2 separate regions of the Drosophila melanogaster genome follow, and region 2 is linked to region 1. A link is a contact called in public targeted proximity ligation data. All regions are on one chromosome and are shown on one strand. The core of a region is the stretch at or near the end of the contact, and the rest is flanking DNA. Distances in the headings are between cores, read along the strand shown.

The links.
Region 2: a targeted proximity ligation map of the Kc167 cell line shows a contact between it and region 1, with 2.5 times the contacts expected there. A contact is called at or near these places in 2 of 107 Hi-C or Micro-C datasets (the Kc167 cell line and eye imaginal disc) and 1 of 7 datasets of targeted methods (the Kc167 cell line).

The regions. Positions count from the first base shown.
Region 1 is chr3L:14,629,395-14,636,377 of dm6, reverse strand. It overlaps dlp (dally-like), which reads right to left and starts at 3,777. Exons shown (of 8, transcript NM_206353.2): 1 at 2,996-3,777. The coding sequence starts at 3,305. It overlaps RecQ5 (RecQ5 helicase), which reads left to right and starts at 4,301. Exons shown (of 5, transcript NM_168591.3): 1 at 4,301-4,497; 2 at 4,560-5,858; 3 at 6,186-6,637; 4 at 6,697-6,983. The coding sequence starts at 4,395.
Region 2 is chr3L:14,996,446-15,004,057 of dm6, reverse strand. It overlaps Prosbeta2 (Proteasome beta2 subunit), which reads right to left and starts at 4,107. Exons shown (of 3, transcript NM_079352.4): 1 at 3,929-4,107; 2 at 3,679-3,858; 3 at 2,739-3,413. The coding sequence starts at 3,990. The coding sequence ends at 2,837. mRpL39 (mitochondrial ribosomal protein L39) reads left to right here and starts at 4,392. Exons shown (of 5, transcript NM_079351.4): 1 at 4,392-4,521; 2 at 4,773-5,097; 3 at 5,162-5,262; 4 at 5,436-5,878; 5 at 5,940-6,077. The coding sequence starts at 4,449. The coding sequence ends at 5,999. It overlaps Zip71B (Zinc/iron regulated transporter-related protein 71B), which reads right to left. Exons shown (of 4, transcript NM_001316435.1): 4 at 6,075-7,558. The coding sequence ends at 6,564. Reck (Reversion-inducing-cysteine-rich protein with kazal motifs) reads left to right here. Exons shown (of 8, transcript NM_140476.3): 7 at 1-1,331; 8 at 1,434-2,820. The coding sequence ends at 2,236.

The DNA.
Region 1 (6,983 bases), core at 2,528-5,027:
CGATTTAATGTTTTGCGAACTGTTTAAATTGTGCAAACAATTTCAGCTAAGTGCCTGCCTACCACTGATGATGATGGCGAGCCGGGGACGATGGTCAAGGGGGTTGGGGTTAAAGTGGGTTCGCACAGCTTTTTGATGTGGCACAGGAAGTGCAGCTTTAATGAAGCGTTTAAGTGGCAGCTGTAGTTGTTGTTTGCCATGGTTGTTGTTTGTGCAGCACGGAAGGTGTCATGCAGTTGTTGTTGCCCAATGTTTGTTGCTCTTCATGGTTCAATGGAAAGGAATGCGCCTGAAGTGTGAAGATGAGAGCGCTGGGAAATTGGCCAAAAACACTTAGACGTGACTGTTCAAAATTTTACCTTAAATATATGTACGAAATTTTTGCTTGGCAAATATGGTCTTGGGTTTTTACAGCATTTACAGTATTTAAATGACATAATTATATATTAAAATCAAACTATCTAACTAGCTACTTTATATATATATTCAACGAAGACCAACCTTAGTCAATTTGAAGAACTTCCCTACGACAATATGTTGGCCCCAAAAAGTCTACGTTTCATAAACTAGTTCACCTATCGCAAATGGAAGTTTAGCTTTATCAGACGCACAGCCTCACCAGTTAGCTGGCCTACAAAACCACGAAACTCCATCCAGAAGACCCTATAAACACCTATCGCAAAAGTAGTTCCCAGTTAAGCAATTCGAGAAGGCATGGGAAAAGAACAGGTCGGAAACTTTATCTAAATGCTGGCGCTTATCAGGCGGACAAGGCGCGAAGGGTGGGGGTCAGGTGAATGGAAAGGGAATGGAAAGAAGCGAACGAGAAGAGAGGACGCAACACAAGAATTTATGACTCACACGGTGGAAAGAGAAGCTGTGCACTGGGAAAAATTAAATGTAAAGAATAATGGCATTTTAGCTTAGCATAAATTTAAGAAATCTGTTATTAAAATTTGTCCTATTATAAATAATTTTCCATTTAAATATTTAATTGTTTTATTGTTTGAAAAGCACTGAATAACAATCACATGAACATGAATAAAATGTTAATACGTCAACATAAATTGAATTATTTATTGATTGCAATCCTACTGGACCAGAAAAACTTATTAAAATATTATTTACGGATTAGCTTTAATAATTCGAGTGCATTCGTTTTTTGATGGCCAAGGGACGGGGGTTCGAGTTGATCGGGAAGTAAAAGGTTCACATAAAAATGCCGACAGAGAATAAAAATCCTGAACTGCATAATTTAAACGATTTCAATGACACCTTGATTAATATCAAAGACAACACAAAAGGGAACTCGAGAACTGACCACTCTACCTGTTGGCCCCTCATCGCCCCCCTCCCCCACAGACATTTCCATGAAATTATGAACGAAACGCAACGCAACGCGCAATGCATTTGACCAAAAGATAAAAAATAAGGAAAACATATCGGGAGGGAAAAAAAACCAATCAGGCAACGTTGAAAACCAAAAATAAACAAAGGCAGGGCGCAGGTAGAGGACTAAAGGAGGGGCAGGGGTATGGACTGGAACAGGGGTATGGGGTGGGGCAAAAGGGCAGAGGCTGCAACAGTTTACCTGGCAACAAATCAAACAAAGAGAGACAGAGAGAGAGGGAGAGAAACTGAAGGCGACGAAGAGAGGGCAGCGCAACTTATTGCAATTAAGCGTGATTAATTCAGGATTTATACAAATTAAGTAAAACCCACAGGCGATCGAGGTCGAGGCTAGGTCTACCCCTCTCCACCCCTTATACCCCATTAAACTATGTGTAAAAGCGGTGTGACAACATTTTTGCTCTTGCACTAGGTAAAGAGCCTGTAAATGGGTTCCACAGTCCAATATCTTTAAAAGATTCGTAAACTTTGTAAAACATGGCATCTCAAAATAGAAATAATTAAGAAATCCTTAACAGTTTTAAATAACTCTTATAGCATATCCCATAAACATATAAAAGGTAATTCACGCAGTTCACGCCAACGATGCTCTACTGTATGCCCGCGCTCTTCTCATTTTATTTCCTTTTTTTGTTCATCAAAAAGGAATTTCTTGAGATTTTTCGCTGCGGCTGCTCCTGCCTATTGGACTGGTCTTGGAAACTGGAACCCTTTGCCCCCACTGGGTAGGAATGGACCGGGGGCAGAAATGGGGGCTGCGATGAGCAGGCGACGCATGCGCCAAGATCTCTGGGATGGACACGCTCTCCGCGACGGACTCTCTCTTATTTAGAGCCTGTCTTGTGCTGCTGCTTATTCGCATTTCGAGTTGATTTGCCTGGAATTTTATTTCCTTCAGGGGGCGGAGGGAGTGGAGGGAGCTCTGCAGGCGCGTTGAAGGAACAGAATGAATCACGGAATCGTCCAATTTATACACGAGTTCTCTTTGTTCCTTTGCGAATCAAACTTGTTTCTTATCTCCGGCAATTTACTATTGTTATGAAATATACGGATTCTTTTTCGGGTAATACCAATATTAGTTGCTTTGAGTTTTTAATTCCATTGGATAAATAATATGGTCTTTAAGCTTATTAAATAACTTTATTAAAGATTATAGTCCATTTTTCCATACTAACCATACTTTTCCATACTACATATATCAATGTAAGTATACATTTTAAAAGATCTGATTGCCACGATATGGATTTTCTTATCTTTTTTGCATTAAGAATGGCACTACCTCAACCATTTCGCACTTTAAACATCGCTACAAATTAAAATTTGTACTATTTGAATGACACCATATGGGAAGGCAATAAGTTATAATAAGCCTACTAAAGTACCAGAGTTCTTGAAAATATCTTTAAGTTTTTTTTTTAATATCCTTCACTTAAAGCGTATTTCAAAATTAAAAAAAAATTTTTATGATCTGAACATTTCACCCACAAGAAGTAATTATAACTTTGTTTAAAATTTAAATATTTACAATAATAAATATTTCTCGACAGGTATTTATTAAGCCATTGGTATATAATATCGGACATACCGTTACTGGGTTTTTGGGGAATTTCGATGGCATCGATTCCTCTCGCTTGGAAAATGTGTGTCACAGCACTGCAATTCGGACTGAATTGATCGATGATCGAAGACCCTGCTACGCCACCCGCCGGATTGGGGGCGGCAAGGGCGGCCACTTGGGGGGCGGGGCCATTGTCCGCTTGTAAGGTGGGCGGCAAGTGGGTGGTGAGTAGTAATAGTAGAAGAGGACTGCTGAATATCACAAGGCGGGCAGTTGTTGTTGCTGTAGCTTTTCTTCTGCAATGCAGATGTTGTTGTTGTTGCTGCTGATGTAGCATTTTGATAACTCTTTCTTTATTTTAAGGGGAAAGAGAGAGCGAGAGACAGGGCTAATTTCACCGGCGTTTGTTGTCGTTTAGTTTCGATTGGGATTCAAATCGTTTTGACTGTGTTTGTTCTTTTTGCGGTAAATAATTTTGGCAAACGCAGGCACCCACACTGAAATACGCACACTAATACACCGCTTTGTTTGCCGGCATTATTATTATTATGAAACTTATTTTTGTCGTTTGCGTTTATCAGTGCGCATTTTGCGTTCAGAAGCAATTGAAGTGCAACATGGTTGTCGGGTGTTATTAAATCGGGATTATTAACAATTAACAAATAGCGGCACACGCACTGCACATAGACGCACTCGCTCCAACACACACGCACCCGCGACGACGAAAGGCGAATTGAAAGCAAAGCGCGCAACGCAGGAAGAAGCAGCACAGCGCGTGCTCGCGAGTCGGCTATAAAATTTTGACTGAGAAGTCTCTTTGAATTTCGACTGCTTACCGTCGATTCTTTTCAGCCTGCGCTTATCGATTGGTGACCGCGGCTATCGATGTCTATCGCCTTACACCGTTTTTAGGTATGTACAGTGTCACTAGGCTATGAGAATTCCATTCTGGGAAACGTTTGTTAGAAAGTTGTGAAATTTAAAAATAAAATAACGAAAGTTTTACAAGAAATAGATTGGTCCTGTTAATACATACATACATATAAATTATTATACATATACAATTATACATACCATAAATTTTTTTTGTTTGCAAACACACGACTGTATATTTATTAATTGGTTGGTAAGCTAAATGGTTTTTGAATAATTTAATCACAAAAAGTAAAACTTCCATGTCGCGCTTATAGGCGAGATGAATGCCTATTTAATCACATTTAAAATATTTTGTGTACAAAACAAATAGTGTGGACATCTAAATTTATTCGAAATATGTGACATCGATAAAGGAAGGTCCACACTATCGAAAGCCACTATCTAGCCGCATTGTTCATCTCTAAACCAGCTGTTTTGGCGGCAACCAGTTTTGGTCTGAAGCAAAACAATGTTTATTTAAATAAAACGCAATTTAAATAACAGCCCAAGTATGGCGCATGAAAGCGCTGTGCACGAGGCGCTGAAAAAGCATTTTGGCCACTCGAAATTCAAATCGGATCTACAGGAAAAAGCCGTGAAGTGCGCTGTTAAAAGTGAATATTGGCCAAATTCTTACCCAATCTCGCAGATAATACCTCTCGTAATTCTCTTACAGAAAAGCAGGATGTGTATGTGTCGATGCCCACGGGCTCGGGTAAATCCCTGTGCTTCCAATTGCCTGGTTTGATGTCAGAGAATCAAATAACCATTGTTTTTTCTCCGCTTTTGGCTTTGATTAAAGATCAGATAGATCATTTAACCAAACTGAAAGTGCCGGCGGATTCTTTGAACTCCAAGATGAGCACCAAAGAAAGGGATCGTGTTATAATGGACTTAAAGGCCGTGAGAACCAACCTGAAGTTTCTCTACATAACCCCGGAACAGGCCGCCACCAAGTTTTTTCAAGACCTGCTGCAAACCCTCCATAAACACAATAAGCTTGCCTACTTTGCAGTCGACGAGGCGCATTGTGTTAGCCAATGGGGACATGACTTTCGACCGGACTATCTAAAGCTGGGGGAGCTGCGTTCCAAATATTCCGACGTCATCTGGTTGGCTTTGACTGCCACAGCTTCAAGGGAAGTCAAGGAGGATATATATAAGCAGTTGCGCCTCCACCAACCCGTGGCTCAATTTAGCACTCCTAGCTTCAGGAAAAACCTCTTCTATGACATTGTTTACAAGAATTCTATCGAAGATGACTTTCAGCACCTGGCAGATTTCGCCAGACACTGCTTGGGCAATCCGAAGGAGTTTAAGGATACACCCAAGCCACAAAGAGGCTGCGGAATCGTATATTGCCGGACTCGAGACCAAGTGGAGCGCATGGCGATAGGGGTAACTAAACAGGGAATCGGAGCAGTAGCCTATCACGCTGGTCTGAAAACAGGAGAACGTACTGAAGTCCAGGAAGCGTGGATGCGGGGTGATCAGCCCATTATATGTGCAACCAATAGTTTTGGAATGGGTGTGGACAAACCAAGTGTGCGCTTCGTTATCCACTGGGATGTACCCCAAAATGTGGCTGCTTATTATCAAGAATCTGGTCGCGCTGGACGCGATGGCTTGCAGTCATATTGTAGATTATACTACGGACGGGAAGACGTCCGGAGTATACGTTTCCTTCTTCAAAACGATGCCCACAGAGCCAGGGGTCGTGGTGACAAAGAGCTGCTTACGGAGAGAGCTATCAAACAATTTGAGAAGATCACGGAATTCTGCGAGCGAACAACCTGCAGGCATAAACTCTTTTCGGATTTCTTTGGAGATCCAACTCCAGATTGTAGTGGGCAATGCGATGTCTGCAAGCGTCCCAAGAAAGCGGAAAAAGCACTGGAGATTTTTCATCGATTATGTATGGATGATGCCTTTAAGTCGCACATTTCGCTACAGGATTGCGCAGATCTGTATGAGGGTGAGTTTTAAAACTTCGTTATCTTTTTAGCTATTTCTGATCTTAAAGCCATATTTTTATACCCGTTACTCGTAGAGTAAAAGGCTATACTAGATTCGATGAAAAGTATGTAACAGGTAGAAGGAAGCGTTTATGTATGGATATTCTTTACCAGGATTACTATCCGAGTCGATCTGGACATCCGTTTGTCCGTCCATATGAACGTCAAGGTCTAAGGACCTAGCGGGATCTCTGGAATGATTTTTTTTATTTAATTATATGTCAAAAAGTATCTTATAGTCGATTAGGTCGAGTATAGCGCTCTCTCTTGTTTTTATATCCTACTAGGCGGCCGACCAGGTATAAAGCGTGCTGCCCAGGAGTACGCAGGCGGTGAATCTGGCTCAGATGACGATTCTGGTCAGAGTCACTCATCAATGGCCAAGAGAGCCAAAAAGGAATCACAGGATTTCATTAAGCAGCAGTTTAATCTTCGAAAGCAAATTAGTGCAGCTAGGCAGTTGGAACAGGAAACAATTGCTCAAATATCTCGCGTTCGAATGGCAGAAGCCACTGAAAAGAAAATCGCAGGTCTTCAGGCCACTCATCGGGAAAAATATTTGACAGCTTTAATCGACGCACTCAAAGCCAATGTAGACAAGTGCAAAGATGAACCAGGGCAGCAGCCAAAAAGTGTATTAAAATACAATGACTATGAGGCAATGTCAGTAAATATGGAATATGACGTGTTTCGCCAGAATAAGGTGGCCAATATGTACCGCCATGCCTTAGTTAAAGAGGTAAGAATAATTAACTGTCACAAGATATACATGATATTGTTAACTTCTTTTTCTAATAGATATCCACAATCAAGAAACTCACAGAACAGACTAAATTATTGCCTCTTTTGGTGGACTATATTCCGAAGCCTGAAACAAGTTCTAAAGGTGCTTGGACAGGTGGAAGCGTGGCGTACTTTGAGCGGAAACTCAAAGAACTAGAAGAACAAAGGCCACAAAGCCTTAAGGAAGTTCCAAAAGCCCTAAAAGACAGAAAAGGTTTTAAACAGGAAAATAGCAAGCAGACTTCAATTTCCTCTTTTTTTAAAAAAGAAATTAAAGAAGAACCAATAGACTCGCCAATTCA
Region 2 (7,612 bases), core at 2,858-5,357, 370 kb before region 1:
ACGGATATCGGGGCAAGGGGGATCTCTGGCTGAGCCCAATCACCTGGGAATGGATGCGGCTAAAAGGCAATGCTGTGAACAAGCCAGCAGCCACAAGTGCCGACGATTGTGCAACCAAATCTTCACCAGCAATTGGTGGGATGCACGGAGCAGTTTTGAGAACGAGTGTATGGATCAGCCTGGAGAAAGGGAACTGCGACGGTGTATAGAAAGCGTGGATGCACCATGTGAACTCGGATGTCAGGGTCTTAGTTTCTGCTCGAACTTCAACAATCGACCTACGGAACTCTTTCGCAGTTGTACACCAGAACATGATGCAGCTGCTCGCGAGGATTGGCAGCTCCTGCAGCAGCGGGGAACCGTCAGAGTCCTGGGACAGGAGCTCTTCATCAAGAACACCAGTCGTTGTGCTCCGGATAAGTGGAGGGCTTTGGTGTGTGCCCTCCAATTGAAGCCATGCACGCGAGTTGGTCTCTTCAACGGCATTTGCAGCGAAGATTGCCACGAGCTCTTGGATGAGTGTCTGGACTGGACGTTACAGCACCAGCGACCAAAGGATATATGTTCTCGGTTAAAAGAAAAGGATGATGATGATTCTCCACTGCCTTGTATATCCCTAGAGAGCTATCTGAAGCCAGGGGATGCCAGTCCAGAGGAGTTCCAAGGTATTACTTCACCATGCGCCCAGAAACCCTGCAATGGCAGTGAAGTGTGCATCCTGCAGCGAGGAGGCAATCAAGGATACTCCTGTATACCGGGCTGCAATTTGGGACAGGATTCCAAGCTGTTTGTACCTTTCGGCTCATATGTGCGTCTTGGAAAGAGTAATCTCCACAAGAAACTGGAAGTGGGCCAATTTCCGCTGGCCGAGCATATAGTTTGCTCATGCGGACTACAAGGTCGCCTGGAGCAATGTCAACCGCTACCGAGCTATATGCATGCCCACTGCACTCTTCCAGGAGCGAGGAGCTACCGGCATGGCTCCTCTTTCTACTTGGAGTGCAACCTATGCAGTTGTTTCGCCGGTGAGATCACTTGCACCAAACAGCAGTGTCGTCTGCCAGGATTTGTTGATTCCGGTTACACCAGTTTACCGTGCAATTGTCCAGCTCACTATGTTCCCGTTTGCGGCTCCAATGGCAATACTTATCCTTCGGCATGTGTGGCCAAGTGCCATTTGCCAGAGGGAGATTACGTCTACGGCGCATGCAATGCTCGGAATGCCTGCCAGGCAGCACCTCCAAACAGTTGTCCATCCGGAACTCAGTGTTTAGACAGCCGAAAGGTGTGCCTGGCCAGCATGCAGCGACCTTGTCTGCAATACGTGTGTGGTAAGTTAAGAAGGATTACCATTTTACTTAATTTTTTTTTTTAATTCTAAAAATATTTCATAAAAATAAATTTAAATTATATATATATTTTCTCCATTGCAGTCAATGCCACCGCATCCAACTGTTCAACTTTTCATCAGGGCGAGGTATGCGATTCCCAGGGACGGACTTATCCCAATGCCTGTGCCCTGCTGAAAGCGAATCCTCAGGGTCAAGTTGCCTATTGGTCCGCCTGTCAATCCAGTCGCTTTAATACCTCACCTTCACCAGTCTGTGGCATCAATGGAGTGACTTACAAAAGTAGTTATGCGGCCAGAGCGGAATATGTGCTGGTGGATTATGTGGGTCGATGTCGGGAGGTGGGACTACTGGTAAGCGATATGGGAAGACGCTGTAGGACTGTCAAGTGTCCCGCTCCCGTATCCAAGCATTGTCGCTTGATAGTTCCCCCAGGAGCATGTTGCCCCCTGTGTGCTGGAGGAGCCTTCAGGATAATCTACTCCAGAAAGCAATTCGATCGCGCCATGTACGGACTAAGGGCACAGAGCAGCACTCTTTTGACATTGCAAGGAGTGCTGCAGCAGCTGGATGGACTGGTGCAGGTTAGCGAATGTCAACTGACTGGATTTCTCACCATGGAAGTGGGCATTTTTGTGGCCATAGTACCGTCCAGCAGTATCAAGAGACCGACTCACCTTCAATTGGAGGCCTGCGCCCGGGAGGCGGAGAAGATATCCTCCCTAATCAATGCCCAATCACCCAGAATTACAACCAATCTAGCTCTATCCTGTTTGACAGTATCGCATCTACTAGAACCCACGCCAAATGGAGCTACATCTTATGGTCCCCACGCCATTTGGATACTCCCCTTACTTTTGTTAGTTTCTAGAGTAATCATAGCTTAAGATAGTCCTAGAAGGAGTGTGTATGATCTGACTCAATCAAGTGAATTCTTGGTGCCAATTAACCCGTTATTCTAAGGAGATGGAAAGTGCCTTCAACTGTAAGGAATTGACCCTCTGTACCATGTGATATTAGCTAAATTAATTCTTAAGCTTTAATGTTCTTTTATAGTTATTATTTAATTTATGCCAGGGTCCGTAAATCACCAAAACCCCCTTTTTGTTTTACCTAATTTAAATGTATTTAATAATTCAAATCATTGCTCCATGGTAATATTTAAATTTAAAATAATTATTTAAAATCTGGATCGTAAAAGTACAAAGAGATTGATGGACCAAAACTCGACACTGTGCCCTAACCATGTGGAAACATTCTTAAATTTGGAAAACATTGTAATATAATTATTTTTTGGTCCCTGGCTAGGAGTTCGTTAATGACCAAAGCATTGTCCGCCTAGGAGTATCGCTAGTCTAATAAAAACCCCAGAAAAAAACACAGCAACTTAAGATGAAGCATGGCTTCCTTTATTGAACCACTCCATATAGATCCTGCCGAAGCTTTATTATAATAAATGTACGAAAAGGGTAGAAAGGGGAATCGCTTTAAGAAATCTCCATGGGCACCGCCTGGACGCGTTCGGTGACGAGTAGGTCCTTAATGTTGGTGTGCAGCACGGTTGAGGTTCCGGTCTTGAAGCGGTAGTCCAACTGGCGCTTGCCCTTCTTGTTAGCCAGCTCATAGTTGCGCAGATACTCAACACTGCCCTTGCGGATAACACACAGATCGATGTTGGATCCCGAACCCAGATCGTTAAACACTCCGGAGGCGATGGCATCGCGCACCAGTTTCTTGCCCTCCTCTTCGGACAAGTCAGGTTTCCAGCGACTTTCGAAAACGGTCATGGCGGCCAGGGAACCCGATCCCATGGTGGCGTACGGCAGCTTATCCGAACTTCCATGTGGGTGAATGGAATAGATGTGGGGTCCAGTCTTATCCACTCCACCAAGCACCAGAGCGGCACTGATATGACCCTGGTAGCGGAAAAGCATCTGCTTCAACATCGTATTGGCGGCCACAACGCGCACCTCACGATCTGTCTGCAAGCGATGCAGCTCCAGCTGGGAGGAGATGAGATCCGTAGTCATCTCAGTGTCCGCAGCGGTTCCAGCTCCACAGCAGCTGAAGGTAAATATTTTCGTTAGGTATTGGGAGATACTTGCATGTTAGAAAGTACACATATTTTTAAGTTAGAGCAACATAAGCTACACCCTAAGATCCTCAACTTAAAACACGGGCCCCTTAAAATTGGAGACAAATTGATCTAAGCCGGCGAGGACAAGGAAATAGGCCCACATTTGAAATGCAGGAAAAAATACCGTAATCCCTCTTATAGTATTATTAGGTTCCCTGTGCACTTAAAGGCGCATACCGTCGGTGGACTTACTATATGTTTTTGGCCAGGTAATGGATCTTGGCGCAGTTCTTGTCCGAGACAATGGGTCCCTCGGTGGCTCGCGTATCGGCGCCCAGAATAACACCATCCTTGTAGATGATGCCAACGATTGTGGTTCCCGTCTTGGTGGTGGTCGGTGGCTTGAAGCCTCGATTCAAAAGAGTTGCATTGCTGAAAGCAAATAAAACACCAATTAATAAAAGCCGATGGGGTATTGCTGAACAACTTGGACGATTCTTACCGCTTGCAGTTGTCGAAATTGAAACCAGCGCGGGGCAGATCGCGTGCGTTATCCAAATCCATTATATATATTCTTCAATTCAACTATATTAGCAAGGAAAACTAAGGTTTTAATTCTGCCGAGCGCGATGACAAACAAAATTGTTAAATGCTTGCTAGAGCTGGAAGTACAATCGATATTGTATCGATATATATTCATGGACTCAACTAGAGCGATAGTATTGAAGAAATAAATTATTAATAATTTGACGTTATTAATAATTTGACTTATGTAACTTAAATTATTCAATGTTGTATTATTTTAATATTTTAATGTTGCATTGTATAATTTTAAAACTTTTTAATGTTTGGAAATATTCCCCGCAGTATACATGCAATAAGTGCTTAGGAAGGCCCCTTATCTTTTGTAAGCGAATAGTCATGTTTGAAAAATATCGATATACTGTTTCCACCTGACCATCTTGGCATAGTACCATCACTTTTGTGAACTGCATCCCTGAAGAGTATTTTGGTAATTTACCATGTCTGCGGCCACCAAATTACATAAAACAAGCTGGTGCGCCCTGCGGCAGCTTCAACAATACAGAACTAAGGGTAAGTAACACTAATTAGGAGTCCTTTTATTGACCAAAGATGGAGGAAGTGGTTTACATAATGCCGGCAGTCATTCACGTTCCGCGGAGCTCTTCGGCTAGTGATGGCAGTTCGTTGATGTCTTGGCGGAAAAATCGCTAGAATTTCTATAGATCCCAGTTATTATTTTAGATAGTCAACCATAATTTAAATTCAATTTGTTGAAACTGTACTATAAAATATGTCTTTTAACTTATTAATTATCCCTACAGCCAACTTTAGTGGCAGTTCTGCATCGTTAGCCAAGCGGAATGACCTGTTCAACCAGGAGCAGCGCCGTCAACGGGATGCAGTGGGTCGAATCGATAAGATCGAGGTGCGGTATCTGGGACTTCCCGAGGATGTCACTCTGGTGATGAACGGCAACATCTCAACGCCCTTCAATTGCGCCCAGCATCTGAGTGAGGGGCACTGTAAGCGATCGGCACTGGCCTTGATCGACGGCAGTGTTCCCTGGGATATGCACAGACCCTTGCAGGAATCCTGTACTCTGCAGCTGCTTAACTTCCATGTTTCCGAGCCACATGTGGTCAACAAGTGAGTGCTATACTATTTATAATATGGCATTTATATTAAACTTGCTTATGTTGTTTACTTTTAGAGCATTCTGGCGCACTTGCAGCTTTATGTTGGGAGCCGCCTTGAACCGCGCTTTCAAGCCGGAGGCCAATCTTCAGCTCCACAGCTTTCCTGGACCCAATAGTAAGCAGAATCACTTTTTAGGATTTAAGATTAGGATATTTTTTTTACTAGGTTTCGTCTTTCCCCCTTTTAATTGGATGAAAATTTCATAGATATATATCTTAAAACTAATACTGTCTGGAATATTCTATAAGCGAGACAAATTATAAAATTACTCCTATTACATTTCACAGTCAAATCAGGTAGCTTCGTACACGACATTGTGCTCCAAACCCAGAACTGGGAGCCAGGAAAAGAAGAGATGCGCGCCCTTTCGGCAGAGATGGTTAAACTGGCTGCTCAGGATCTGCGCATCGAGCGTTTGGACGTCCAACAGGATCTGGCCCAGGAGATGTTCAAGGATTCCAAGTATAAGAGCGAACAGTTGCCCAGCATCTCGCAGCAGACCAATGGAAGGGTCACCTTGTATCGCCTGGGTGATCATATCGACATCTCACGCGGTCCAATGGTGGCGTCTACCAGCTTTTTGGGGAAATGCGTCATCTCGGCTGCCCACAAAGTTGCGGAGGAGGGTCCCTCTGGTGCTTTCTATCGCATTCAGGGCGTTGCACTGCCGTCTGGCTTCCAACTGAATCATGTTGCATTTGGTGTATTGGAGGAGCGTTCTAAGAAACCTGTGAGTATATCTCGACGTTTTTCGATAAAGAGCTGTGTCACAAATTTAAAACACATTTTAGAGCCCCGCACGACTGCCCAATGAACCATTTGAGGAACAACAACAACTGCAATTATCTTAAAACGTTCTTTAATATTTAAAACTATACTGTAAGTGTTAAAAAAGTAAATCATTAAAGAGCGTCCTAATTTGTTATAACAAAGAAAATCCGTCTTTAAAAGGATATGAGCAAACAAAATTCTGCTTTTACCATTTTAACTTACAAGCTAATTATCTTATGGAATGAAATTCTGGATAGCTCTTATTATTTATAGATTTAGCATTCGTAAGGCAGAATTTATATAAAAGAACACTTTGGTCTTATTTTACGATTTAATGATTCTATATTCTTTTAATTGCCAATGCTAGGGTTTCTCTTTTTTGCTCACAGTTCTTTTATTTTAATTGTCTCTTTAAAAACATTTATATTTTAATATTAAAGTTTCAATAACACTAAGGAAGGTGCTGTTTAAATCATACATAAAGCTGACCACAGACTAACATTTGGTAACGATTTCATCTCTAACAAGTAAGGCATGCTTAAAGAAGCAAGAGAATCAGAGATTCCACAGAAACATATTCTTAAACTACTATCTACAATAAGAAAACAAAATTAACAAAGCTGTTTGAGACTCAGAGCTATTCTTTAAAAGCTCTTGAACAGGCCCTCTAAATCGTGTTCATTGAGGGCAATAGCCAACATTATCAGTCCACCCAGAAGGATACCAAAAATTTGTATTATTATACCCTTTGGATCTTTGGCCTTTTCCGGATTGTGGGCCACACTCATTGTGGGCACCAGATCGGCAAAAGCAATATACAGGAAGGAACCAGCGGTGGCTGCATAAATCCATTGGGTCATGCCGTCTCCAATTCCAGCAATAAAGAGACCCACCGACATGCCCACAAAGCTAAGAACTGAGCTAACAATGTTCATATAGACGGCTCTTCGCATGGAGACACCTGTTTGCAGCAACAGAGCAAAGTCGCCCAGTTCGTGTGGCAACTCATGGCAGAGAACGGCAAAGGCGGTAGCAAATCCAGTGACCGGATCACTTGCGAAGGCTGCACCTATGGCCAGACCATCGGTCAGATTGTGCAAGCCATCTCCGATGATTACCATGAAGGCTACTGGGGTGAGCGGTCGATCGGGGGTCTTCTCATCCAGCTTGGCCTCCTGCAACATCACATTGAGCTCTCGAGGAGGTGGCAGATCAATAGCATCCTTTGCAGCTGGCTTCTCCATATGTCCATGACTGCGGCCGTGGCTGTGACCATGTCCGTGGCTATGTCCATGACCCGGCTTACCGCCCTTTAGCAGCGGAATCAGGTTCTCCAGCATATACATGAATAGAGCAGCCAGGAAAGTACAACCACATAGCAGAGCCGCCTCATTGCTATGTTTGTGATCAGATTCCAAGGGATTGATACCAGTGACTTCCTCCTCGTGCTTTTCCTCCTTGAAAAGGGCATGGGGGAGCAAGTGCATCAGGGCATCGCCAGCTAAAGTGCCCACAGCGATGGAAACTAGGAACTTGAGAATTTCCTGATAGGCAGCCGACTTCATCAAAGGAACCAGAAGAATGCCCAGCAATCCGCAAGCGGACAGTATAAGCATAGTGATGCTGGCATAGATCCAAGCTAAATCGATATAGGTAAGTTATCTTGTATAACAAAGTGTTAATTATAGATACC